Linked DNA regions of Mus musculus: all the other regions are linked to region 6. The links are chromatin contacts, called in public Hi-C, HiCAR-type, HiChIP or PLAC-seq and promoter capture Hi-C maps. All regions are on one chromosome and are shown on one strand. The core of a region is the stretch at or near the end of the contact, and the rest is flanking DNA. Distances in the headings are between cores, read along the strand shown.

What was found. Promoter capture Hi-C pulls out the DNA fragments that hold promoters and counts their contacts. A called contact is a pair of places that touch in the nucleus more often than the background predicts. HiCAR-type assays count read pairs that join an accessible place to other places. HiChIP or PLAC-seq counts read pairs in DNA pulled down with a chosen protein or histone mark.
Region 1: a promoter capture Hi-C map of pre-B cells shows a contact between it and region 6, with 4 times the contacts expected there. The contact joins the promoter of A230020J21Rik here to the promoter of Cenpf in region 6. A contact is called at or near these places in 4 of 39 promoter capture datasets (the C10 cell line, the SN4741 cell line, embryonic stem cells and 1 more) and 1 of 115 datasets of contacts at active chromatin or transcription factors (astrocytes).
Region 2: a contact with region 6 is called in a promoter capture Hi-C map of hippocampal neurons, with 5 times the contacts expected there. The contact joins the enhancer-like site here to the promoter of Cenpf in region 6. A contact is called at or near these places in 4 of 39 promoter capture datasets (the 3T3-L1 cell line, cranial neural crest, hippocampal neurons and 1 more), 7 of 484 Hi-C or Micro-C datasets (the G1E-ER4 cell line, cortical neurons, ganglionic eminence and 1 more) and 1 of 115 datasets of contacts at active chromatin or transcription factors (large pre-B cells).
Region 3: a contact with region 6 is called in a Hi-C map of B cells, with 10 read pairs. The contact joins the promoter of Angel2 here to the promoter of Cenpf in region 6. A contact is called at or near these places in 3 of 39 promoter capture datasets (cranial neural crest, liver and pre-B cells), 6 of 484 Hi-C or Micro-C datasets (B cells, CD4 T cells, the G1E-ER4 cell line and 1 more) and 10 of 115 datasets of contacts at active chromatin or transcription factors (the SCID.adh cell line, astrocytes, embryonic forebrain and 6 more).
Region 4: a promoter capture Hi-C map of pre-B cells shows a contact between it and region 6, with 3 times the contacts expected there. The contact joins the promoter of Nsl1 here to the promoter of Cenpf in region 6. A contact is called at or near these places in 7 of 39 promoter capture datasets (3T3-L1-derived adipocytes, the C10 cell line, the HPC-7 cell line and 4 more) and 1 of 115 datasets of contacts at active chromatin or transcription factors (embryonic stem cells).
Region 5: an H3K27ac HiChIP or PLAC-seq map of embryonic stem cells shows a contact between it and region 6, with 4 times the contacts expected there. The contact joins the promoter of Dtl here to the promoter of Cenpf in region 6. A contact is called at or near these places in 1 of 39 promoter capture datasets (pre-B cells) and 2 of 115 datasets of contacts at active chromatin or transcription factors (both in embryonic stem cells).
Region 7: a contact with region 6 is called in a HiCAR-type map of astrocytes, with 4 times the contacts expected there. The contact joins the promoter of Rps6kc1 here to the promoter of Cenpf in region 6. A contact is called at or near these places in 4 of 39 promoter capture datasets (the 3T3-L1 cell line, cranial neural crest, hippocampal neurons and 1 more), 1 of 484 Hi-C or Micro-C datasets (the G1E-ER4 cell line) and 6 of 115 datasets of contacts at active chromatin or transcription factors (the SCID.adh cell line, astrocytes, forebrain and 3 more).

The regions. Positions count from the first base shown.
Region 1 is chr1:191,023,218-191,026,924 of GRCm38.p6, forward strand. It overlaps A230020J21Rik (RIKEN cDNA A230020J21 gene), which reads left to right and starts at 2,134. Exons shown (of 2, transcript NR_027298.1): 1 at 2,134-3,352. Flvcr1 (feline leukemia virus subgroup C cellular receptor 1) reads right to left here and starts at 2,973. Exons shown (of 10, transcript NM_001081259.1): 1 at 2,160-2,973. The coding sequence starts at 2,876.
Region 2 is chr1:190,874,156-190,877,400 of GRCm38.p6, forward strand. All of the region lies in intron 5 of Rps6kc1 (ribosomal protein S6 kinase polypeptide 1), which reads right to left. Among named protein-coding and RNA genes, the nearest start is that of Rps6kc1, 36 kb to the right of the region's middle. Within about 2 kb of position 1,441, at least 11 of the 459 cell types and tissues checked have an H3K27ac peak or open chromatin away from gene starts, as enhancers often do. A contact at or near this core is called in hippocampal neurons, where this site is marked.
Region 3 is chr1:190,926,877-190,930,450 of GRCm38.p6, forward strand. Angel2 (angel homolog 2) reads left to right here and starts at 1,629. Exons shown (of 9, transcript NM_021421.4): 1 at 1,629-1,882. The coding sequence starts at 1,824.
Region 4 is chr1:191,060,922-191,064,396 of GRCm38.p6, forward strand. It overlaps Nsl1 (NSL1, MIS12 kinetochore complex component), which reads left to right and starts at 2,100. Exons shown (of 6, transcript NM_198654.3): 1 at 2,100-2,351. The coding sequence starts at 2,118. It overlaps Tatdn3 (TatD DNase domain containing 3), which reads right to left and starts at 1,989. Exons shown (of 10, transcript NM_001357166.1): 1 at 1,880-1,989; 2 at 304-336. The coding sequence starts at 1,936.
Region 5 is chr1:191,573,428-191,576,819 of GRCm38.p6, forward strand. Dtl (denticleless E3 ubiquitin protein ligase) reads right to left here and starts at 2,117. Exons shown (of 15, transcript NM_029766.3): 1 at 1,922-2,117. The coding sequence starts at 1,973. Ints7 (integrator complex subunit 7) reads left to right here and starts at 2,209. Exons shown (of 20, transcript NM_178632.6): 1 at 2,209-2,524. The coding sequence starts at 2,431.
Region 6 is chr1:189,686,498-189,689,770 of GRCm38.p6, forward strand. Cenpf (centromere protein F) reads right to left here and starts at 1,589. Exons shown (of 18, transcript NM_001081363.2): 1 at 1,479-1,589.
Region 7 is chr1:190,910,432-190,913,889 of GRCm38.p6, forward strand. Rps6kc1 (ribosomal protein S6 kinase polypeptide 1) reads right to left here and starts at 1,339. Exons shown (of 15, transcript NM_178775.4): 1 at 1,125-1,339. The coding sequence starts at 1,229.

The DNA.
Region 1 (3,707 bases), core at 884-3,383, 1.3 Mb after region 6:
GAACTCTACGTGGAATCAAGAAAGTTGTTCTGCATTAAAAATGAACCTGAAGAGAGCTTAGTGGTAGTATGTATGCAATTACATAATCTGAACAGGAAGAGTATCGTAAGCAAAGGGAACCAATGTTTCTGCAGAGGCCCTTGTGCAATTGCAAGTCTGGCATTGTTTAAGAAACCAAAGAAGTCACATTAGAAAGATTTGTAACTCACAGTAAACACTTCACATTAAGTATTTTGAGAAGCACTGGCAAGCTTAAAGGGCCTGTATTTTCAAAGGTTCTTTCTAGAGACCTGAAAGTTAGAAGCCACCATTCAGGAACCAGACACACTTACATGAACAAGATCTATTATTACTTTGGGAAAATTACTTCATTCCTTAAAGTCTCAATTTTCCTATTTATTGAATGCAGAAAATAATAGTTTCTAAACTTATAATACCAAGTTAAATGATACATGCACACAAATCACAAGCTTAGTGACTGCGTGCTGCTGCTGAATATTATTATGCATGATCATTCCATAAATGAAGCTGAAAATGTGTTTTGGTGATATTGAACAACTGTACAGTTATAGAGGTCAAGAAAGGAGTGAGACTACCTCAAGTGAATATAGGAAGCTCCAGATATGTGCTGAGAAGAGCGAAGTCCACCTATAAGTAAATATTTCCACTTATTATCCATAAAATTAATACTTCATAAATATGGAGTTGATATTTTTGTTATGCTTAATGAAGCATTTACCTCGAAAACAATTCAGAACCAAAAAAATACCTTTTAAAAAACATCTGCTATCTAAACATAAAGAAACAACCGGGGGCTGGTGAGATGGCTCAGTGGGTAAGAGCACCCGACTGCTCTTCCGAAGGTCCAGAGTTCAAATCCCAGCAACCACATGGTGGCTCATAACCATCCGTAACAAGATCTGACTCCCTCTTCTGGTGTGTCTGAAGACAGCTACAGTGTACTTACATATAATAATAAATAAATCTTAAAAAAAAAAAAAGAAACAACCAATCAATGTATCAGTAATAAATTGTTTTTGATACATAGCAATTAAGTGACTTAGAAAAAGAAAGTAACTAATAAAATAGGCACACATATTTAGTCTCTTGGGGTATTTTAAACCATGATCTTGACCCAAGTGAGACTTGAAGTAAGAAAGTAACATTTTCTAGTTACATGGCGGCAGGTAACAATATATGTATAGAAAGGATTATAGATTTTTTTTTTAAACTAGATTTCCTTCAACTGAATGAATACTAAGCATCTTTTAAAATGTGACATTTACAGTGGTGACAAAAACATCAGGTGTCACAAGTGCCCTCTAGCAAAATTTTAAGTTACAATAACAAGCCTAAAATTAACAAATGCAAACATAATATTGTGGTGACTCATGGTGGTGTTTGGGAGCCTGAAGCAAGATTGTCAAGTTTGAGGCCAGCCAGGGGGACACTGTGATTTCCAGACCAGCCTGCCCTACACAGTGGAAGAGACCGTTTTAAATAAATAAATCACATACAAAAACCTTTTACCTACTATTATTTCTGTTATTCTAGTGGCATTTGAATTTATGATGGTAGAAAAAAACAAGATCATTTCTTAAGGAAGCCTTGACTTATCCCACTAACCATTCTTGATCAGTGATTTGCCTTCCACTGTCTCACGGTTAAGAACTAATAGCTGGACTCAGTAATACTGCCAAGTCTTTATCACCGGAGCATTTATTGAACATTCACTTATACGTGACCAGTAGGTGCCAAGCTGGGCTGACTACTAATACTAATACAATTAAATCAGGGCTGTTCCAAGGACATTTAACATGGAAACAAACTTTCCAGATCTCAAGACCTTTCTTCTGCAGTGGCGACAAAAACACCTGAGATCTCTTTTACCGCCAGTTTCCAAGCGTGCCCGTGTGTGCGCCTGTGTGTAGGCCAGAGGGCAACCTCGGTGTCCTTTCTCAGGAGCTGTCCTCCTCACCTGTCAGTGCTGGCTGGGAATACACCCTGGAGCCACCGTGCCAGGCTTTTCTCGTGGTGCTGGAGCCCAGTCTTCACGCTTCTATAGTATGCACTTTACCCACAGACCGTTGCCCCAGCCCGGCCTATGACTTCCTACCAGCCTGAAAGGATCCCAGTTATCTAGACGTTCCAGTCTTTACCTGATTGCCCAGCACTGCTGTGGCACAAGCCGTCGACACCTCCTTGGGTCCAAACCATACCGAGGCGACGGGGGAGGGCAAGCCCAGGATGAAGACCTGGGCCACGGAGCACAGGATCTGCCCCAGCATGGTGACCCAGAAGAGGTGCCGCTGCACGCTGCCGCACTTGACCCAGGCTCCCAGGCAGTTGAGGCCGGAGCCCAGCAGCGCCGTGAGCCGCAGGCCTCGCGTGTCCAGCAGCCAGGTGGCCGGGAAGATGAGGGGCACGTAGGCCACCATGTACACCATGGACAGCCAGTTGATGTGCAGCGGCGACACCTCGTAGAAGTCCTCGAACACGTTGCTGATGCTGCTGTACTGGATCCACTGGAAGGCGTTCACCAGCGAGTAAAGGCTGAAGATGAGCAGCACCACGAAGCGCCTCGGCGACAGCGCTGTGCGCGGGGGACACGCGGGGCATGGGACGTCCTCCCCGTCGCCCGCGGGCAACAGCCGGGCCTGGGTCTCCTCCTCCGCCGCTATCAGGGCTTGCGGCCCGCCCTGGGCTCCCGCGATCAGCGGGCCGAGCCCGGGGCCTCCGTTCAGCGCCTCAGGCCCGTTTTGCGGTACCAAGCGCGCCTCCCCGTCCGGGGCGCCCTTGGGCACTGGAAGGTATCCCTTCCCCAGCGGGTGCCCGGGCGCCACGGCCGGCCCCACCTCGTCATCGGGCCGCGCCATGCCTCCCGGCTCCCCGCCCCGCCGCCCCTTAGTGCTCCTCGCCGGCTCCTAGGTCCCACCCGGTTCAGCGCGCTCGCCTGCGCCGCTTGCTGACTAAGTGAAGCAGAGCTCACCGCGCCTGGCTCTTGCCGGCAGTCCCCGCCCCCAGGGCATCTCGTATCGCGTAGTGCGACCCTCCATCCAATCATTGAGCGTTTCGGAAGTCCAGAAAACCAATCGGGGAGTTGCCGAGAAGAGGGGCGGGGTCAAGCTTGTGAAGATGTAAGAGGAGCCCAAGGCAGGCGTTCTCTACGCTGTGGTTTGCTGGAGCTGCCAGGCCTTTCTCTGCGCTCGCTCCGCAGCGTTTAGCCTCAGGTTATCTTGGAAGGAGAGCGCCAGAAAGCATTTCCGTCCGCCCAAAGAAAGAGGCTTCCTCAGAAGCAGGCCTTTGCGTTGATTGAGCTGAGCGGCTCCATCCACGCAGAGGACTGAAGGAGGTAATGGACAGGTGCAGCCCCTGCCTGCCTCCTGTACCCCACCAGTAACCAAAGTCTGTGCATAAGCTAACCGTGTACTTGCACATCCCGGGACCGGATGAGGGCAGAGCTCCGGAAGCATCAGGGTCCTACTGGGCCTTAGACAAAGTCAGCCTGCTACCCTTTGGGAAGCTGTGCGTGCAAACACGGGGTGCCAGGACTTAAGATTTACTCACTCTCTCTCCCTCTGATCCTCCTTTTTAGACAGGGTGTCACCCGGGACTCTGTAGGCAGGTTGACCCGAATTCATGGAAATCCACCTATCTCTGCTTCCTGAGTGTTGGAATGACTCTGGCGCTAATGAGCTCACAGTGGC
Region 2 (3,245 bases), core at 191-2,690, 1.2 Mb after region 6:
AATTCCAATGAAACATTATTAGGAATTATTAAATCATCAATTTGTCTATATAGCATTACTACAGGAGAATATGTCTTTGTTGATCTGCAGAAAATCTGCCCAGTAGGGTGGGCTAATGCCCGGGAATTATTATACTAATTTAATAATGACAGGAAAGGCATATCAGCTGCAAGAAGCAATCCTGAGATGAAGTCTCTTTGGGCCTTGCCTCTCAGAGATCTCCCATTACAGACCATATAAAACAATGGGCCATCTCCAGAAACATCATTTGCATGTCTTTAGCCTATCCTAGATGGATCCTGACACTGGTCCCGATTCCTGGATTGCAGGTGAGCCAGCCCCAAGAGTATGAGAGCAGGAGATCTGGCTCTGCCCAATGCCAGCTGTAGCATGGGATGAGCTAGCCAGGGCAGTACTGGAAATCCTACCCTAGTAGAGTGGGTGTGGGAGAGATGGTGGGCTGACCAGTGACCTCCCAGGCCCAGATCTAGGGTTTTGAGTGACCCACCCTGACATCTACTCCATCTATAAACTGCTGGAGCACGTAAAGGGTCCAACCCTACAGATCTAAAGCTGCAGGATCTCCCCGACCCAGGGCAGCAACAGGATATCTGGGAGGAGTCCCAGGGAGGGTCCAGGATTGATGGTGTAGCAGAAGCTGGAGGCTTCTATCAAACCAGACCAATGACGCATTGCAATGAACATTTGCCAATAAAGAAGTGAGGAAAGAGGGTATTATTATAGGACACACTACAGCTTCCACAGTGAGATTTTTTTTTCCTCATGGAGGAGGTTACAAGAGTGGAGGCAGGTATAAAGGGAAGGGAGAGATGAGTGGGGTTGGGGTGTATAATGTGAAATTCACACACACATAAAAACAATAAAAAGTTAAATAATAATCTTTTGAAATAAAACATTAAAACTATTATGCATTAAAATTTTTATTAAAAGTAACTACATTCATCAAAACAAAAAATATTTATTGGGAGAAATGGCAATCTTTGATATTTTGCAAGTCTTGATGCCTGGCTGAACAGAACACGAGGCATTCTGACTCATGGTTCGGCAAACTATCTGTTGTCACAGCCTTGTGGTTGGAAGATGTTAATAAAAGGGAAAGTGCTAGATAATTGTGGTCACTGTTTTCCTGTCTTCTTCTTCTATTATTACTCTGGGGGTGGGGGCTGCACGAACCCACAGCACATACATGAGGAGAGGACAACTGTGTGAAGTCAATTCTTTCCTTCTGCCATGTGGATCCTGGGAACTGAACTCAAACTTCTGTTTTTCTACATGACACCAAAACTCCACGGTGCTGTGCTCTTAAAACTGACAGCAACGAGCAATACATAAAACCCAAACACTGAAATGTGTAGGGTTCGCTACAGGTAAATCCATTGGTCCATCTTGAACAGTCTTTACCCATGCTATTTATAGCCTAACAAATCAATTATTTGTAAAATGTCAGTTCCCTGACTACCACAGATCTTCCACATATCAACCTCCTATTTCATTATTACAGAATAAAAATCACACTGGCAAACTGTCAAATTCAAGGCAGCACAAAAGCCCTAACTTGGGGAGGAAAACTCTCCTACTGGCAACAAACACCATGAGCTGTTTTCCTTGAAGAGGCAGCTCAGTTCATTTCAAGGGAAAAAAAATTAGGCACCAAACACACAAATGTGATGACAACTGTCTGTCTGCTACTGATTCAAGCAAAGTGGCCTCTCGTGAGCAAGTGGCTTCTCGGCTCAGCTCCACAGCGCTCACCCACCTTCCATAGAGCAGCATGGTAGCTTAGCAGGGAGGACACTGTGAGCTTCCTAGCATGCCAGGCTTGCTGCCACAACAGAAGCCTTCCTTCCTGCTGTCTCAGAACACGCAGACAGTGCCACTTCTACCAGCAGCGTGTGCAATAACCAACCGTGGTTTGGTACCACCATCCCCAACAGTTTGATCCTCATGGCTTTCCTATGTGACAGTCAGCACAAAGGTCAGCACAGAAAAATGTCTTAGGTGACTGTATTACTAAACTGGTTCCACACTGCGGATCCTTGGAGACATCAGGAACACACACAGTTCTCGAATCCACTCATCGAGCGGCTGATTCTATGAGACAAAACTGGAAACCCCATTCCTGAAACAGCTCAGACACACACTGCTGTCTCTGCTTGCTTTGATTTGGTGGGGTCTGGGTTGTTTCTTGGTTTGTTTCCTTGATGCCAGGGGACAATCCCAGGGCACCTCACACATGCCACATGAGCACTCGGCTCCATCTCCAGGCCACCACTGAGTAGTTAATGCCAAGGTTCTAGAAAAATGGCACATAAAAGAGTTATTTATTTCCACAGGAGACAACACCAAGAACGAAAACTGCAGTGGATCAGACATTCTGAGATCGGGGCTCAGCAAACTCCGTGAAGAGGCAGAGAGTAAATACCTCAGGCCCTGCACCTCCATGTCCTGTTGTAGCTACACAAGTCTGTGCTGAACAGAGGAGCACGCTGGGCCTCACTAAGACTTCGCTATAGACACTGAAACTTTAATTGCATGTTATATCACATCACTGATAAATTCTTTGGGCTTTTCGACCATTTAAAAATGTAAAAAATGTTCTTAGCTCACAGACCATGGAAAAGCGCTGGAGGCAGATACGGCCGTCAGCCACTGTTTGTCAGTCTGTGGAGGCCTCTGGTTGCTCACTTCCTACCGAACAGAGGAAGACCATGTGAGCACCAGCCTAGCTCCACGCTCAAGTCAACTTTACACAGGACTTCGGCACCTCACAGTACAGCCTTGTTTTCTTTTGTTCTTTTTTTCTTTGTTTCAATTTTTAGGATCTCTATAAAGGACTACCTATTCCCCAAAAGGGGCAGATTTCATTAAACCCACAGCTTCAAATGGATGTCACTAGACCATGGGGACCATCAAAATATTTCTAGAGCATGCAAAAGTTACTCACCCGCTATTCTAAAAATGATATAAACTTTTTAGACGTTGTCCTCTGACACTCCCACACACACACACCCGTGTGCACACACTCCCACACATACCCACCCCCCAGCAGTTAATCACAGTTAACTGACATACTGATCATCAAGGTCTTATCCTTTGCTTCAAAGTGAAAAACGACTATAAATACTTTAGCCTCAGACTGTCCAAAAGCAGTTAGCAGGCTAGGAAAAATATAACTCAACTGAGACCAATAAAGGGAGAAAGACTTGTAAACTTTAGGGACAACC
Region 3 (3,574 bases), core at 379-2,878, 1.2 Mb after region 6:
GGTGGATCTCTGAGTTCCAGGTCAGCCTGGTCTACAGAGTGAGTTCCAGGACAGCCAGGGCTACACAGAGAAACCCTGTCTCAAACAAAGGAAAGGGAGGGAGGGAGGGAGGGAGGGAGGAAGGAAGGAAGGAAAGAAGGAAGGAAGGAAGGAAGGAAGGAAGGACCTTAATGCCATTTGCTTATTTCAAAACACTACATTTTTCTTTGCACAACAAGCAGAGGAGCTAAGGTGTGCTTGGAGGAGAAAGTCTGGTGATTGACAGGTCTTCCTTAAGTCTGCTCCAGTTAATAACCCTATCAATGATCTTTGTTTGCCGTATGTTGTGTAGTCAGTAGAGTACTAGGTTGAATAGATTTGAACAGGAGTCATGGACACTGTTCACAAGTCACTTACAATGTGATTATGGAACAAGGCATATAGGACACTACTGGCCACATGTAACTAACAACAACATTGTGATCACCCTTAGAAAATAGGACAGTATAAACCTCAAGCAGTCAGCCCCCATTTGTGGACACTGCGTTTGTAAACTGCCTACTCCCTAAAACCTACCTAAAATGTCCAAATCAATCCTCACAGTGTTTTGGTTTTTCTCCAACAAGGAGAAAGGCAAATTTTAGTTGCCTAGTGTGCTTGTCCCTGAGGTTAAACAAGGCACTCTGCCCTCTTGAGTTTTCAGACCGTAAAAAACTAACCTTTCTACCGACTACTTAGTGTCCCTTTCCCACAGTTTTACTGATTTTTCTATTAAAAGTGCCCCCCAAGTATACTGCTGCAAGATTCTGAGGTGACAAAAGTTAATGATGTAATATAGAGAAAATATGTGTACTAAATTATCTTCAATTAGGTATGTATCAGAAGACTGTTGGACAGAGTTTAACGTTAATGAAGTGACAATATAAATTAAATAAGGAACATGCATAAAACAAGACTTCATATTGGTTGATGAAAATGTGGTCCGAAGCCAAGTATGGCAGTACGTTGCTGGTGACCACAGTGCTCAGACAGGCATGTGAGATAAGTTTGACGAATGCCTGGACTGCACAAGACTTTTGTCTAAGGACACTCACGAGTGTGCGTGTGCAATCAGAGACTAGCTTTCCTCAGAGTTTGCTAATTCAGCATTCCTGACATGTTTACACAATATAACAACTGCAGATAAAGAGAAGGATATACACGAAGGATAAAGTATCTCTCAAAATTAACACAAGGAAAAGAACAAAACTTCCCAAGAAATTACTACCCACAGCTACACAGCTCTACCAAAGAAACTAAGCAAGCAGCGACCCTGGTTTCCAGTGCCCTCTGCCTCGCTATTCTCGCTGTCCCTTCTCCATTTATGTTTTCCAAGAAAGCTACGCTCGATCTGACAGACTCGGATCATCAACGCACTAATTAATGTACAAGTGGGTTCTCTGAGATTTGCACAAAATCAATTATAAAGTTCTACGGGAACCCACAGAATAGTATTTCCTCAACGTGGAAATCTACCTTTTGGATCTACGCAACCACGTAAATACACTTTAGGTCTCACGCAGCTCCTGCTCCTTCCTATGTCTTAAGAAAGCCGTCAAGCGCTAGCCTTCCGCCCTACCAGGAAATGGCTGTCCGCGCACGCTCTGCGCATGCCCGGAGTCGCACTGCTTAAAGGAACTGCCCCAGAAGGCAAGATGGTGACCGGGCCTGCGGCGAGACGCTCCTCCCAGCATGCCTAGCGGCCGGCCGGGAGCCGAGTGATGGGGATCCGGTAGGACCCGGCGAGCGGCCGAAGCTGAGGTGCAGCCGCGGGCCCGGGCGTTGGGCGCTCACAGAGAGCCAAGATGGAGACGTGGCGCTGTGTGAGGAGGGGCTACGGCCGCTGTGTGGCGGGGCGAGGCCGGTCAGTGGCGAGCGGCCGGCGGGATGGACAGAGGGAGGGACCTGGAGGGGCGGGCGGGGAGGGGAGGGGCGGGGCGGCGGGGCGCGGGAGGAAGGCGGAGGAAGAGGGTCCGCGGCGGGGACGCGCCAGGCGGCGCCCGGGGAGAGGTAACGCGCGGGCGGGCAGCAGCGGTGGCCGCGGCCTCCGGGATCCTGCGGGCCTCGCGCGGCCTCCACGCTCGCCGCCGCCGCCCGCGCGCAGGGCCCCGCCCGGAGGGAGGCTGCGCGCCCCGGGGTGGCTGGGCAGCGTCGGTCACGCGGAGGCCAACTTTCACCGCCACTCAAGTTCTTGCTCCGTCCTGGGTATTTTTCTTTCAATCCACTCTTTGAGAGCCTGGCGTGATGGCTCACGCCTGCACTTTCCACACCCCGGAGGCCGAGGCGGGAGGATAACCATGAATTTGAGGCTGGCCTGGATTAGGCAGCGAGCGTGACACTCCGCCTCCAAAAGTAAAAAAATAACTCACTTGAAATTTTAAAGCGCCACAGTACATGCAGCCTCTAATAATGTCACCCCAAGTAGTATCCACCGAATCTTAAATTGGATGTACGGATTATGTTTTTCTCCTATAAACTTTGAGGACTTAGTTATTAAGATTCCAGTGGTTTGTATAACCTTTGAAACTATATCGTACCACGCGTGGGAAATAGCACACTGTCGTTACATAAGCCGTTGGGATCTGCCCACTCCATTCCTGGTTCCTGTGCTATGGCATTTTCTGAGTACCAGCTGTGTGCTTGGCCCTTGGGTGGAGACTGGGCTTTCAGAGAATACTGAGGTTCGAACCCTCAAAAGCTCACTATCTTACAAGAAAAAGATGTGGTATAAATAACTGCCAATCCAAAGAATAAGCGTCACTGTGCAGGTTGCAGTATAGAAACATTTCAAGACAGAAAGTAAACCGTTATAGCACTGGGGAGGTGGAGGCAGGAGAATTAGAGACACCACCAGCCTGTGCTGATGGTCTTGGACTTGGTTTTTGTCTTGGTTTTTTGTTTGTTTGTTTTTTAGAGAAGGAGGGTTTTTCTTTGTATCTCTGGCTGTCCTGGGATTCATTGTGTAGACCAGGCTGGCCTTCAACTCAGATCTGCCTACCTCTGCCTCCTGAGTGCTGGGATCAAACTCATGGGCCACCTCAAAATTTTTAAATTTAAAAACAAAACAAGACAAGATCCAAGTGCTGAAATCCCTTTGAATGACTTTCGGGGTCAATTGCAAGATATAGTGCCCATGTTGTGACCTTAAAGATTTACAGTAGGGTTGATTTAGAGAATAGTTTGAGAGTACTTAAGTTTAAAGTACACAATATAGGTTATCTTTTCTAATGAAAAATAGCATAATAAAGAAATTCAGCATAACAAAATCTTAATACAACTTAAGCAAACCTTAGTGATAGTAGATGTTGAGACACAAACCCCAGAAGTATAGTCCTCAGAACCCTAACACTTTGCCAGATAATGCAGTAGGAGGCAGTGCTTTGTGAGAACTTGAGAGTAGCATGTCTGTTAAATACAAGTGTGGGGACCTGGAGCCATGGCTCAGGTAGCTAAGGGCTTGCTGTACAAAGCCAAGGACCTGGGTTGGAATCCCCAGCACCCATGGAAAGGTAAGGAAGGTGTCCTCATGCCGGGGAGGCAGGGACAGGGCATCCCA
Region 4 (3,475 bases), core at 850-3,349, 1.4 Mb after region 6:
ACCAGCATGTCTCTATCATTTCATTAGCATGTGCCTTTGTCCTGCTACTAACCTGCAGACATTAGATTCCTCATCTATCAAATGGAGAATATATGACTATAAAAGAGTAACTTCCTCAGAAGGTGAGACTTTAAATGATCTAAAGTTCAGTGGGGGGTTAGCTCTGTGGCTGGCACAGAGTGAGAGCTTAAATATACTGCTGACCACGGAAACAGCAGAGTCTGCCTACTTGGTCCCTAAAAACAGTATGTTGAATGAAACAGGAAGGGCACAAAAGGGGGGGGGATATGGATTCTAGCTTACCTTCCTGGCTTTCTCCAACACATCATCCAGATCCTACAACAAACAGAAGCAACCACGTTTGTTTTACACGAGTAATTAACTGCTCTTGGTCCATATACAGGCAGCAGAGGCACCATTAAGGACAACATTGTTAGCAAGGAACAGAGTGGCAGAAAATGAAGTCACCCTCCTCCTTACTCTCACAGTCCATGATGCACACTATATCAAAACAGAGATCTCTGTTGCCAAACACACAGAGCTTTCCTGTCCTCTCTCACTCTGTCCCTCAGAGGCTTCTGGACATTTCCCTCATGATTTGCTTTCACAGCCTAGTGGTAGGTAACTCTTCAGTCTCCTTGACTGATTCTCTGTCCTTTTTGTGACTTCAAGCTCTTCTGTTCTCTTTCCACTTGCCTTAAGGGATTCTGCCTTTTTCCTTTGTTTGTTTAACATCCTCGACCACACTATGTAAGATCTCTATCACTAAGCTATATCCTCCCCTTCTCGTGGTTTTTGATACCATGCTGAATCTCCAACTTACAGAGTTTTTACTCTCTCCAAGACCCACGACTCACATTTGAAATGATTATGTATTCTAATCTTTCCACTTGGATGAGATCAGACTTAACCAATATCCCCCCACTAGGATTTCCAGCTGCCCACCTGCCCACTCTGATCCCAAACCTTTTCTCGTCTCAGCAAAGGCCATCACCATCTTCCTTACAGGAAGCACAAACTGAAATCTAAGTCATGCTCGATTTCTTCCTCCCCTTGCTGTTCTTATCCAAGGCATGCATGTACTGTTGGTGTTATTCCTAAAATTTGTTGAGTACATGGTATTCTCATGATATTCTCACTGTACTGGCTTCTACCAGCTCTTGTCTGTAAACTGAGACGTTTCCTAAATGCTCTCACTTTCTCTCCTCCACCTTTTTGCCACTCAGCAGCAAATTTGTCTTCAGAATATTCGCTCTCTATATATATTTAAAATGGGTTTGTTTTTAAACTTTTAAGGGTTAAGACTGTGCATCTAATGCAATCCAAATGTCTTACTGACCTTGACCTACCCTTCCCAGCTCCTGGAAATTTCTCCTTTATTAAGTGTTTCCAGCTGCTGGTTAACTAAAACAGATCAAATTCTATAATGTATGGGAGGTCTACAACCTGCCGGTGTTCATCACTACCATACACTCACACCCTAAGCGTCACCTCCTAAGAAAAAGGCACCTACTTCTCCTTCCTCTTCACTTTCCCCAATGTAGCCGGTAAAACCTATTTCCATCCCTACACATTCACTCCATCAAGTGTTATTATTTTTGTTTGTCCCTCTGCCGGGCCAGAACTAGAACCTCTGCTAAGGGCTTGGATGGATCAGCACACCTCAAGAGTGGTAGGAGAAAGGGGTGTTGAGACGACAAACTAAAGCTTCATAGAAATAGTTAACCGCCGTGTAAGATGAGGAATGTCAGTTCCAGGACGCTGGTTCGAAAGGGTCGCCATAGACTAGGTACGGTCTGAGGATTTGGGGGAGAAAAACTTGCGGGAAAGGAGACACGGCCCTCCCGACTCCCGCAAGCCCCAAGTCCCCCTCACATACGTTGTCAAAGTCCGAGGCGGAGAGATGGCAGTGACAGTCCACTAACCCCAAACCCATAGCTACTCCTGCAGGCTTCTCGACTGCAAGCCAGGCGGCGGAACTCTGGGGCCGCGGAACCCGAGGCGGAACCTTGCGGCGGCGGCGGATCGGGTTTCCAGTCGGACGCGTGCAGGAGCGTTCCAGGGAGGGAAGCATCCTTCCGGTCTCAGCGATTCCCGCCTTAGTTTAAACCGGGAAGATGGCGGCTGTCTCTGAAACAGTGCTCGTCTCCGCCCCGCAGGACCACGATGCCCAGGCCGCCTCAGACCCTCAGGCCACGGCAGCAGACTCTCCCCTAGAGGACTTCCGAGTGCGCTGCACCTTGAAGAGGGCGGTGATGGAAGTGATGGAGATGTGCGGTCGCTTCGTGCAGGAGCTCGGGGCCGTGCTGCCGGAGGACGTCCGCGAGCTCGCGCTGCGGGACGCACAGTGGGTACGGACCCCTCTTTCCCGGTCCTCACCCAGCGCATCCTGGCTCTGGCTCGGGGCCCATGTCAGGCCTTCGCAGATGGAACGATGCCCAAGACTGGCTTGGGAAATGCCAGGGAAGGCAACTAGATGCTAGTGCCGCCTGGGTGCTGCTTCCTGTCAGGAACATACAGGGCGAACACGTATGTAATCTTAAGAAGCAGGCGGTATTAAGTGTACCCATATTCTTGAACATGTACAGCGCTATACGTATAAACAAGGCATCACATTTTGCTTTCATAGCAAGCTTTCAAATCTTGTGTTTTACAAAACATTTCTTTTGGTAGTTAAGTGCGCAGTAAAGACAAAGTCGCTCTCCTGTGGGCCAGCGCAACTTTGCTGGTTGGTATGAGGAATTCTCCAGGAAATGATAATCCTTGAAGTCAGTCATCTGGCTAGGTTTTTGGTCATTGTTATTGTTTTTGTTTGTTTTTATAACATCGTGTGGATTCGGGGAGAAAACATTTTCTTTTTAAGTTGAAAATAGATGAAGAAGCTGTCTTGGTGTTAAATTTTACCAAGTTCTAGTTGAGCTGGTCATGACAGTGTATGCCAAGTACTCGGAAGGCAGGGGCATGCAAATCTCTGTGAGTTCGAGACTAGTCTGGTCCACGCCGTGAGTTCCAGACAAGCCAGGGCTACGTAGAACCTGTGCATCCTGTTGCTCCCCCGGCACCCATAAACCCTTAGAACACACTTATTTCTCCTATATTTTGTGTACCCCTGAATATGATGGTTTCTGGGAAAAGACACTAGAGATCGAAGGACTGCTAACTCAAGCAGATAAACAGCCTATATGTAGGGGAAAGTTTCAAGCTTGTAACAGCACATTCATGACCAATGACAAGAGTGCAGAGTAAATATAGAGGTTGTCAGCATCAAAAACTAAAACAACAGTGGTTAAGGGAAAGAATAATGAAGAAACCTTCCTTGGATTGTAGTTTTATACCCCAGTTTTGGGAATAGTAGCTCCTGTGTTATTCTCTCCTTAGAAGTAAGGCAAGGAGAGAAACGGCACTTAATGTTTTTAATAGTTATCTTGGGAGATGACTGTAACTAAGAGGGTTTATCTGATTATAGAAAAATGCT
Region 5 (3,392 bases), core at 867-3,366, 1.9 Mb after region 6:
GGGAAACCTTTGTGACTACTGGGTACTAAAACCACAGAAAACAGCACTTTATATGCTTTTTGATGGGGCATGACAGGGTGACAAGAACTTTTAAATTACAATAGGATAAATTTGCGGAGAATTAAGATAGAAATATTCAGAAGAAAAAGCAACCATATAAAACATCGAACAGTAAGCATTTGCTCACCTTTTCAAAAACAGAGACCACGACTTCCACGTTGGTATAGTTGTTTATAGTGTCAGATGTATTTAAAAGGCTAAAATAGTATTTATCTTAAGATGCTAACTCACTATAAGGCTAAAAATTATAATTTTGCATGTTTAAAGTTTATAGTAAAAATTCTTAGATATGGATTTAAAAACTCACAAAAGTAATTATATTTCCATCTTACAAATATCGGTAGAGAAAGGAAACTAAAGGCACATTTAGAGGCTTGTTATGATCAGGGAGTAAAGTATCAGGCCCAATGGTGGGGATGGAATAGAGAAAATGGAAGACTCAGTTTGAGGTAAAGAGGCTGAATCTGTGGGGATGGAAAAAGAGATTCAAGCAGACTTAAGGGATTTCTTTTTTTTCTTTTGAAAATGTCATAATGAGGAATATGGAGTCTAAGTTTTAGCTGGGGACACCAGTTTAAAATAATGTCACTCCCAAAAATTGGGAAGAAGCCAACTCAGTTTGGGGCATTAGAATATAAGATGCTTGTATGCCTAACTGTCTAGATTAAGTTCAATACATACAGCTTTTACAGAAATTAACCCAAAACATAGGGAATGGAAGAGTGTAGCAGCAGTAGAATCCTTACTTACGGCTATAATCATTTAAGGCCCAGCAACACCGGAGGGGAAAAGAGATGCAGACTTCAGGAGGTAACAATCAATGAATGCCAGTGCCTATCACTGAACGTCTGTCTGGCTATCTGTAAGCCGGAACGACAGACTGAAAAGTGGGTAGACAGAAAATGTAGCACATAGGAAAAGAGGTGGAGTTGAAACTCAGACGCTCCGAAGACCGCTCACAACCATTGTGCAGGGCGGCCATTCCTAACACAGGGCGAAGTAACTTTTGTAAAGTTCGAGCAGAGAAAGAGGCAGAATGTAACTACAAGAGTATCCACAGAGGGAATACGACTACAAAGTTTTAGATCCGGGCAGGACCTCAAGGAGCTTTTCCTCTTCTCAACATTCTTAGGACCACTCTTCAAGGTCTTAGTTTAACAACACATCAGCCTAATCGCATCTCAGATTGCCAATGTTTTTAAGAGTACTGTAGGAGATGAGCTGGCTTTCTATATGCTAACAGGAGAACATGGCTGAATTCCACCGTGAAGAGAAAAACGAGTTTAATCCCATTTCTGGAAGTACCTCGGCATCAAGACACATTTGGAACAATACCCTTCCATCCATTACCCGTGGTCACCTCGTGGGTGTGGCTATGGGCATCTTTTAGTCTGTATTTTAGGACTTTTCAGAGCCTGCAGAGATGGGGGAGGGGACTTTGGCGCCTTAAGATTGAGTTCCTTAACTGCGGGCCATGCGCGCTGGTGCACAACGAACTTGCAGGGATCGCTAAGGTTCTGCAGAGACGGCAGGCACATCGCTGGTGCCAAAGCGTCTCCCACCCCCGACTCTCACAAGCGTGCACTCTCTAGTTAACGCGCGATATTGACGTAAGCAGCCAGGGGCCCGGGACGCCACTGAGCGTCCTAACTTCGGCCTCCGTTCCGAACTAAAAAGCTCGATTACGGTGAAAAGCGTCCGGAAGGAACCCAAGCACGATGTTCTTCGGCGGTCCTCGCTCGCCCGGATTCGCTCCGGCCGCGGGAGACCTGGAGGCCCACAGTCGGCAGCGATCCAAGGTGGAGCGCCTGGGGGGAGGTGGTTCCCGCCACGGCCAGCGGCCGTTGGGGCCGTTACTCACCGTTCCTCAGGACGCCGAGCTGCGGCTGGCGGAGTACCGAGTTGAAGAGCATCTGGGCCTGAGGAGAAGGCTCAGCTGAGGGGAACGCCGAGAAGATCGCCCCCAAGTTCCACAGGAGCCGCCGTCTGCACCCTCCACAACGCGGCGCGGTTTCGCCTCCAACTCCCGCCACTAAGAGCCCCGGCCGCCAAACTCCGCGCCAAACTGACGTCACGCTTTCTGATTGGCTCTCGTCGCAGCGTCCTGGCGCCTCGAAGGCTCGCCCCCATCCTAAGCTCCGCCTCCCTCTCGCTCAGCCGCGGGAACCCAAGGTTCACAGGCTCCCTGAGCGCCTGCGCGGGGGGGCCCAGAGAGGAACTGGCGAACCGCGGGGCGACCGAGGCGCATGCGTACACTGCCTGACAGCGCGCGGAGGGAAAAATCCGCGAGACCGCGGCGGGAGAAGATGGCGGTGCTGGGGTAGAGTTTGCAATCTTTGTGACTGGGCGAGTCGGGTAACTGTCCGGGTCATGGCGTCAAACTCAACCAAGTCGTTCCTGGCCGATGCCGGCTATGGCGAACAGGAGCTGGACGCTAATTCCGCTCTTATGGAACTGGACAAAGGTACGGAGGAGGGACGCGGGCGAAGCGTCTGGGGGGAGTGGCGCCACCTAGTGGCGGCAGCTACAGAGGCTAGAAAGGCGCATGCGCCGATGTATGGGGCGGGAAGCACGGCTGCTAGTCTTGGAGCCAGCGCTTAGGCGCATGCAGGGTTGCTGGAGTAGCCTTGCACAGTTGGAGCAGAGGCTCGTGCTTGCGAGGATGCCTTTGACCACTTGGGGGCACAGTCTCTGGTTTCCCAGGCAGCAAATAAGATAAAGTGCTGAATTTTGAGATTATTTTTTAAAACGTTCAGTGCAGGTGAAGCCTTCATTAAGAGAGCCAAATGATTTTCTGAGCGTTTTACAGCGATTTGTCTTGCGAGACTGTCAATTGCGCGTTCTAAAGCAGGTTCCATGTGGATGAGAACATCCGAAAAGCTTGGCTGAACGCGCTCATTCTCTGCACACAAGTTCCACGAGTTAGTTCCCCTTATACAGGTAGCTAAGAGAAAAAATTTTAGGGTTAGGAGTTAAATTCCAGTTCTACTAAAGTGATTATGGAATGCGGCATTATCATCTAGCCTCGATATGTCAGCAAAGTGGGCACAGTATGTCAGCTGTTGTAAATGTTAAATGGCAGTGGTATGCGAAAAGATGCCTTTATTAAAGGCTGAAGAGGGACTTTGACAGATAGCTATCCATAAAGAAGTCCTGTGTAAATGTGAGACCTTTGCTTCAGTTTCCTGCCAAGGTTTTTACACTATAGGCAATTCTTGGTTAACTGTAGCCAGTGTGTAACCTGTAGAGAACGGGACTGGAAACCAAGGATCTGTAAGTTCAAGTCTGGGGGGCAGGGTGTGCCAAGTAGGGACTGGGGGATGCTGAGAGAA
Region 6 (3,273 bases), core at 339-2,838:
AAAGAGCAATTGACCCTGTAGCTTGTTCATTCAAGAGTGAGGAGAGTACATTAGACCAAAAACCACACGCAAAAATTGTCTTAACAATTCAGCCAGCCACCGAAATCAATACATCAACGTGCCACAGCCATATCCACCTTTCACCCCAGCACTTGGGAGACAGAGGCCAGTGGATCTCTGAGTTTGAAGCCAGCCTGGTCTACAGAGTGAGTTCCAGGCCAGACAGGGCTACACAGCCAACAAGTCAAAAAACAAAACAAAATAAAAGCAACAAAACATCTAGAGAGGCAATATAAGCAAGGGAATCCAGCAGGTTTATTTTCTAATTCAAAACCTACAAACAGCTATATTCATGTTTGTAGTCACACACTTTGTTGAGAGCAAGAAGATATTTACAAATGTAGTTAAGATAACTAAAGTTATATTTTATTATGCTGAGGATTAGTATACAGTATTTACACTTTAAATTTCTAATTACAGTCTTAACCCTATCTTCCCAGGGCTGCTCACCTGGGTGACATATTTTAGCTTGTCAGGTTCAGTTTTTTTTTTCCTTTTTATTATTATTATTTATTCATTCTACATCCTAATGGTAGCCTCCCCTTCTGCCTGTGATCCCAGTCCCATCCTCACAAACACCTTCCCTTCTCAGAGAGGGGAGGAGACCCCCTTGGATACCACCTGATCCTGGGACATCAAATTGAAGCAAGACTACACACAACCTTTCCCATTAAGGCCTTACAAGCCAACAGAAGTTTTTGATTTGAGGCTCCTGAGGGCAGATTATGGTGGTGTCTTCTCATATGTGCAGCGCAGAGCATTGTCTTAGTCTCCAATTATATACTGTTCACTGGGGATCATGGGGTTTTAGGATTGTTATTTGGAGTGAGTGATGTCAGAGTTTTGGTTATTAGTCTTGGGTGTTTAAAAGGCATTTTTTTTTACTATGTTCATTACACACTTATATACATTTTCTACCTCTCCTACACTTATATATAAATACATCACACCGATCGCCTAATTGCCATTAGGTGTTGACTGGGTACGGAACAACCTGTCAGCCACCTAAATCGGGTCACTAGAGCAAAAGTTGTAAAATCCGTAAATGTAAAAAATTAAGATTAAAGAGGCAGGGTCTGAGAAGAAGACTTTGAAAGATGAAGCAAAATCTCTGTGGTGACGGTGTAAAAGAACTTCCACCGAAAGTATGTCTTTAAAATGCGGAGGGCTCCGTTCATGGGCCCACCGCCCGCCTCAGGCCCTAAAGAGGGTCTGGCAGGTTTCTGCTGTTGTCCTCCGTCAGGATCCCCTGCCTCTCTGCCAGTGCTAGCTAGTTCTGGCTGCTGAGCACACAGCACAGCCTGGCACCCTGGCGACCCTAAGCCGCCAAGTGAGAAAGAAGCTTCTAGAAACCATGCGGGCCTCCGATGGGGGGCCGCGGGCGGAGGACGGGGGCCCCGAGGGGGGACGCTGCTCACCTGAGCTCCTCACAGAACCTGGCTCCGGGCTCTGCGAGCCCCGAGTTCCTCACCGCCGAGCTCCTCACACAGCGCACCGTTCCTCCCCGACCAGCACGAGCGATTCAAACTGCCCGCCGCCGCCGCCCCTCTTCCCTCCCGCTCACTTCCGGTCCCGCCCAGCTAGCCTCCACGCCCATTGGCCATGGCGAGAGGCTTTCGACCAGTCCTCACCCGGCTTCTCGGTGAGCCGCCTCTGATTGGCCCTTTTGGACGACTGTTTAAAAACAAGCAGAGCCGGCGGCGGAGCCTGCGCAGACGTCGGATGCACTGGCGTTGCCTAGAGACGGGCTCCGCACGCTGGGAGGAGCGGACTGCGGGTCTGAATGAGGGTTAAACCCTGAGCGGCTGGGCGGGCTTGAGGAGCAGGGTAAGGTGAGGTCTGTGCTGCGGGGAGGCCGCTCGCTCTAACCGTAGGACAAGCGTAAGGTGTTAGCTCTGAGGGGATTATTATTATAAAAGTTAGCTGCGAAGTTGATTATTACTTTAAAAGTTGGCGCGCACCTGCCATAGCAGCCCTGCGGAGGGCGTTTGGAGGACAGCCTGGCTATAGACAAGAGTCCTTGTCTCGAAAAGAAAAGAAGAGGGGAGGGGAGGCGGGGGGTGGGGGGGCGGATAACAGAGGCACAGTATAACAAATAATCTGAACTTGAATCTAGACATGCATGCAAAACTCAACTGCTGACCTCTCTGTCATCTCCATATTTTCAAAATCTGGATATGCGATTCGCATGGGTTGTGGTGGCTCACGCCGACAGGATTTACTGAATATGAGATCCGAGGGGAACACTTCATCAGATTCAAATATTCACAAGGCTCTTCTAAACTGAGTATACTGCTTCCACTTTCCTAATAGCACCTAAATGCCTAAATATTTTTCTTTAAAAGTAAATATCCATAGGAGGTATGGGATGTGATGCAAACGGAGGGTGGATAGGGGCGGGGGTATGGAATATGGAGTGTGGAAAATAAATTTAAAATAAAATAATTTTAAAAAAAGAAGTAAATATCCTTGGAATTGTAGAGGTGGCTCAGCAGTTGCTGCTCTTGCAGAAGACCTGGGTACAGTTCCTAACATCCACATAGTAGGTCACAACTATCTATAAATCCAGCTCAGGGAATCTGATTCCCTTTTCTGGGCCCACAGGCAACAGGTATGTAACGACATACGTGCTGGCAAAACATGCATGCACATAAAATTAAAACATAAAAATGCTCTCAGTTCCTCTTTCCTCTCCAGTGATCCCTCTCATTGTCTCTCTGCTCACATCCCATTTCTTTTTAGGGTCACTTAGTGCCCAGGGCTTATCCCAGCACCCAGTTTCCCCAGGAAGGCAGCTAAGAGTTACAGAGTCAGATGGAGACCAAAGCTGCTTTATCTTTGGCAGTTCTCTTTGCTATTCTGTAGCCAAAGACTACTTACTTTTAGCAATTTCTCTGACTTTAATTCTTTGCTATTGTATGTCCAAAAGCTGCTTGCTTTCAGGAGTTTTTCTCTTTAATTCTTTGCTATTCTAAGACCTCTGGTTTCTGGTAATTTGACTCCAACTGATAGCAACAAGAGTATTAGAAAAAAGGCTTAGTTTCTCTCTGACTCAAGGACCCCTCCATGGCCAGGCTAGAGGCTTGGAGTCTGTTAACTCTTTGTGAGCCAGAGAGAAAAGAAGAGGAAGAAAGAATTCAAACACACAACTACACACACACACTCTGGCCCTGCCGGACCACCTGTCTCAACAATTTCACAAGTGTTCATGCC
Region 7 (3,458 bases), core at 89-2,588, 1.2 Mb after region 6:
TAAGCAGAACTGGTCCCGAAGCTCAAAGCTGCTACTGCTCTGCAACAGAAACTTTAGCAAACTTTTAAACTTCCTTGAATCTGCTTCCTCATCATGAAGTTGTACAAAATGCCCAGCATACACACAGCAGTGCACATAAGCACTTATTTCATGTTATTGTTCTCATTTCCCAGGAAAACGAGTTCTCAAAACTTAAGCTGAGGCAACAAAATTTAAGAAAAACAGTACTAAATTTGGAACAGTGAATTTATGTAAAAAAAAATTACCATTTATTTATTTGGGGGGACGACACCTTCAGTGGTCAGAGGACAATTTGCAGGAGTCAGTTCTCTCCTTCCACCATGTAGGTCCCAGGGAATGAAAACAGTTCTTCGGGCTTGACAGCAAGCATCTTTACCTGCTGAGCCATTGTGCCACACCAACCACCCTCAAGTCTCACTTAAGTACACATGTGTCTCCTGAAAAGACTCATCAAAACTCAGAAGCAAAGGCTAAAGATCCAAGACGAGCGTCTTAACAGCGAAATCTTCCCAAGATTCTACCTGCCTCACGGCAAGCCAGCCACTGAATGAGAAGAGGAAACGTCCCTTCCGTTACATAAGCCCCACAACACACCCACTAACATTTTTAAGTGTGTGTTTTCCCTCTGGAATGCACCAGCCCAATTCTGCAAATTTCATTTCAAGAGAAAGTCCACATAGGACAGAGGACTAGGTCATCCATTTAAAGACATCCACCAGTGTTCCACCCCAGAATGGCTGGTGGAGCCCAGCATCCCTTATGGAGCCTGCACTCCAGTCTACCAGGAGTCCATTCTCATGCTTAGAGTTCCCATCATCTCCATCCTGGGGTCCCTCTCTCCTGACTGAGGTCTCCAATATCTCCATCCTGGAGTCCTGTCTCCTGGCAAGGGTCCCCAGCATCTCCATTCTGAGATCCCATCTCCTGCCTGGGGTCCTCAACATCTCGAACCTAGAGTCCCATCTCTGCCTGGAGTTCCTGTGTACTGTCTAGGGTCTCCTGTCCGAGTCTCCATCCCTCCCTACCAACCTACCTACCACTCGCCGCACCCAGCCGCAGCCCGGAGCCCGTGCCCCGCCCAGTGTCCCTATCCAGAAACTCACCCGTGCGGTAACCTTATAGACAGTGTAGCCCCTGGGGTGTCGCTGGGGCTCGGTGACAGTGTAGAAGCGGGCCAGGTCCGCACTGTGACCCCAAGGAGAGGTCATCCTCCCTCCGCCCGTGCTTCCGCCAGCTGGGGACCATCGGGCAGCCCCAGCTGTGCCGGACTCCACGCAGCACTAAGCACGAGCACCGCGAAGAGGGGGCGGTGGCTCCTGGGGGGCTGTCGCTTGGATCTGCTTCCGGATCACCACACAGACTTCCGGGTCATCCCGGTCGACGTTCGGGATAAGAAGGTGCGGCTCTGGATCCTCTCCGAGCTGTATCGTCCGCTGTGGTTACTAGCGCCTAGCTCAGTCGCCATGGATACCGGAGGCGTCCCTACTAAGTCTCCTGGTGCACTAGCTTCGATGTCTACTAGAATTTGCGAGCTGGGGAGAGGGTTGGGCCTCCCGCCCTGTGCTCCTGTAGAGTCCTGGGTGATGGACGCAGCGGTACCCGAGCCAAGCATCTCCTTTCCTTCCCTACTTACTCTGTGCGGTGCCCACAGCAACATCGCAGCGCTCTGACAGACACGTCCCCATTTTCCCGTAGATGAACCCTCTTTGACATACCTACAGCTGCACGACAAGCCCTCACCCTACGTAGAATAGAAGTGCATCCCTCCCACTCTCTCAGGGAGATTGCTTGAGACCAACATGGGTCAAGTAGTGAGTTCAGAGTTAAGCTGGGCTACATGGGGAGAACCTGTCTCAAAACACAAAATTTGCTCAGTCACAGGATCCAGGGCAGTCTGCTATACATAACAAGACTCTCAACAACAACAACAACAAAGAAGTTTGTTGTTTTTTCAACAGTCCCTAGACTCTTAAATGTGCATCTGTTGTGGGGGTTGTAGAAGGAGACTCTCAAAGTCACTACAAAGAGTCTCCAGTTTCTATTGATTGGCATCCCCTACCTGGCAATTTTTTTTTAACTTTCTCTTGATCAGAGCTCTCATTCCCAAAAGATTCATTGCAAGGTTCTGTCGTTGTTAATTCTGTGTCTCTTGCTTCCTCTCCTCCCTGCCTTCTAACCCCTAGAACACACAATTAAGGAAGGAAGGAAGGGAAGAAACAAAGAGGGAGAAACAGAGATGGTAAGAAGAATTAGAGATGTGGTTGAGTAGTTAGTTAGGATCTCTGATTGCTCTTCCGGAGGAATGGGTGAGGTTCAAATCCCAGCATGCCAGTGGCAGCTCTTAGCTGCCTGTAACTCCAGTTCTGAGGGATCTGATGCCCTCTTCTGGCCTCCTCCAGCACACAAGTAGTACACATACCTAAGAGCAGAAAAACACCCATAGACATAAAAATAAAAATCCTTTTACAAAGGAAAAGAGTGACTTTAGCACCCTTTGTCTGCTCACATCTCCATCCCAGCCTGACACCCTTGCTCATTTGAAAACTACTTGCTCCACTCATGTGCTGATTTCCACTCTCTTTGGCAGAAAGAAAAACGTTGTTCTAATAATGTCTCCACCCTGTATGTTTGATCTTCGACTATTAACCTCTTCTGAGCCTTTAGGCTTTTCTTATTATTTCTCTTATGTGTATGGGTCTTTTGCCTGCCTGCATGTATGTTGACCACATGTATACCTGGTACCCACAAAAAAAAAAAATCACCACAGATCCCCAGGATGGTTCATGTGGGTCCTGGGATCCAAATCCAGGTAGGTCCCCTGCAAGAGCACCAGGTGTTCTTAACTGCTGTTATCTCTCTAGCTCAAGCCTATACAGTCAAAAAACTAGCTATCACTTATTCATTAACCCTGAATTCACTACCTGCTATGTGTCAGACTTTATACTAATGAGGCATTGGAGTTATAAAGACTGTTCCTCTCTTTCTTTACATACCATCACTAGTATGCAACGAAGTATATAAATATGACCAGTACATACCATGGCATGCTATAGAAAACCGATAATCCAGAATGGCCTCTGATCAAAGGAAACTGCCTGATACAGGAAAGACAGATGGCAGATAGCCAGGAAGAAGGACCAATGGTATTCTGTTGCATTTCACCCTTCCTCACTGTCCACTGAGTGGGTATGACCTCATCCATTCAGTCTTTCTCCTGGGCAGTCAGTCTAGCGTCAGTAGTGTGCTGATCCTTTGAAAAGGCTCCGAATAAACTTTCTAATGACCCCATCATCCCATCAGCTTTAGACATTTCTGGCCTAGAGGTTTTCTTTCTTTTCTCTTTTTTTCTTTTCTTTTTCCTTTTTTTTTATATTGAGATGACTCCTTTTTAGTCTCTTTTTGGTGGCATTTCCTTCTAAGAACCTGTAATGTTTTGT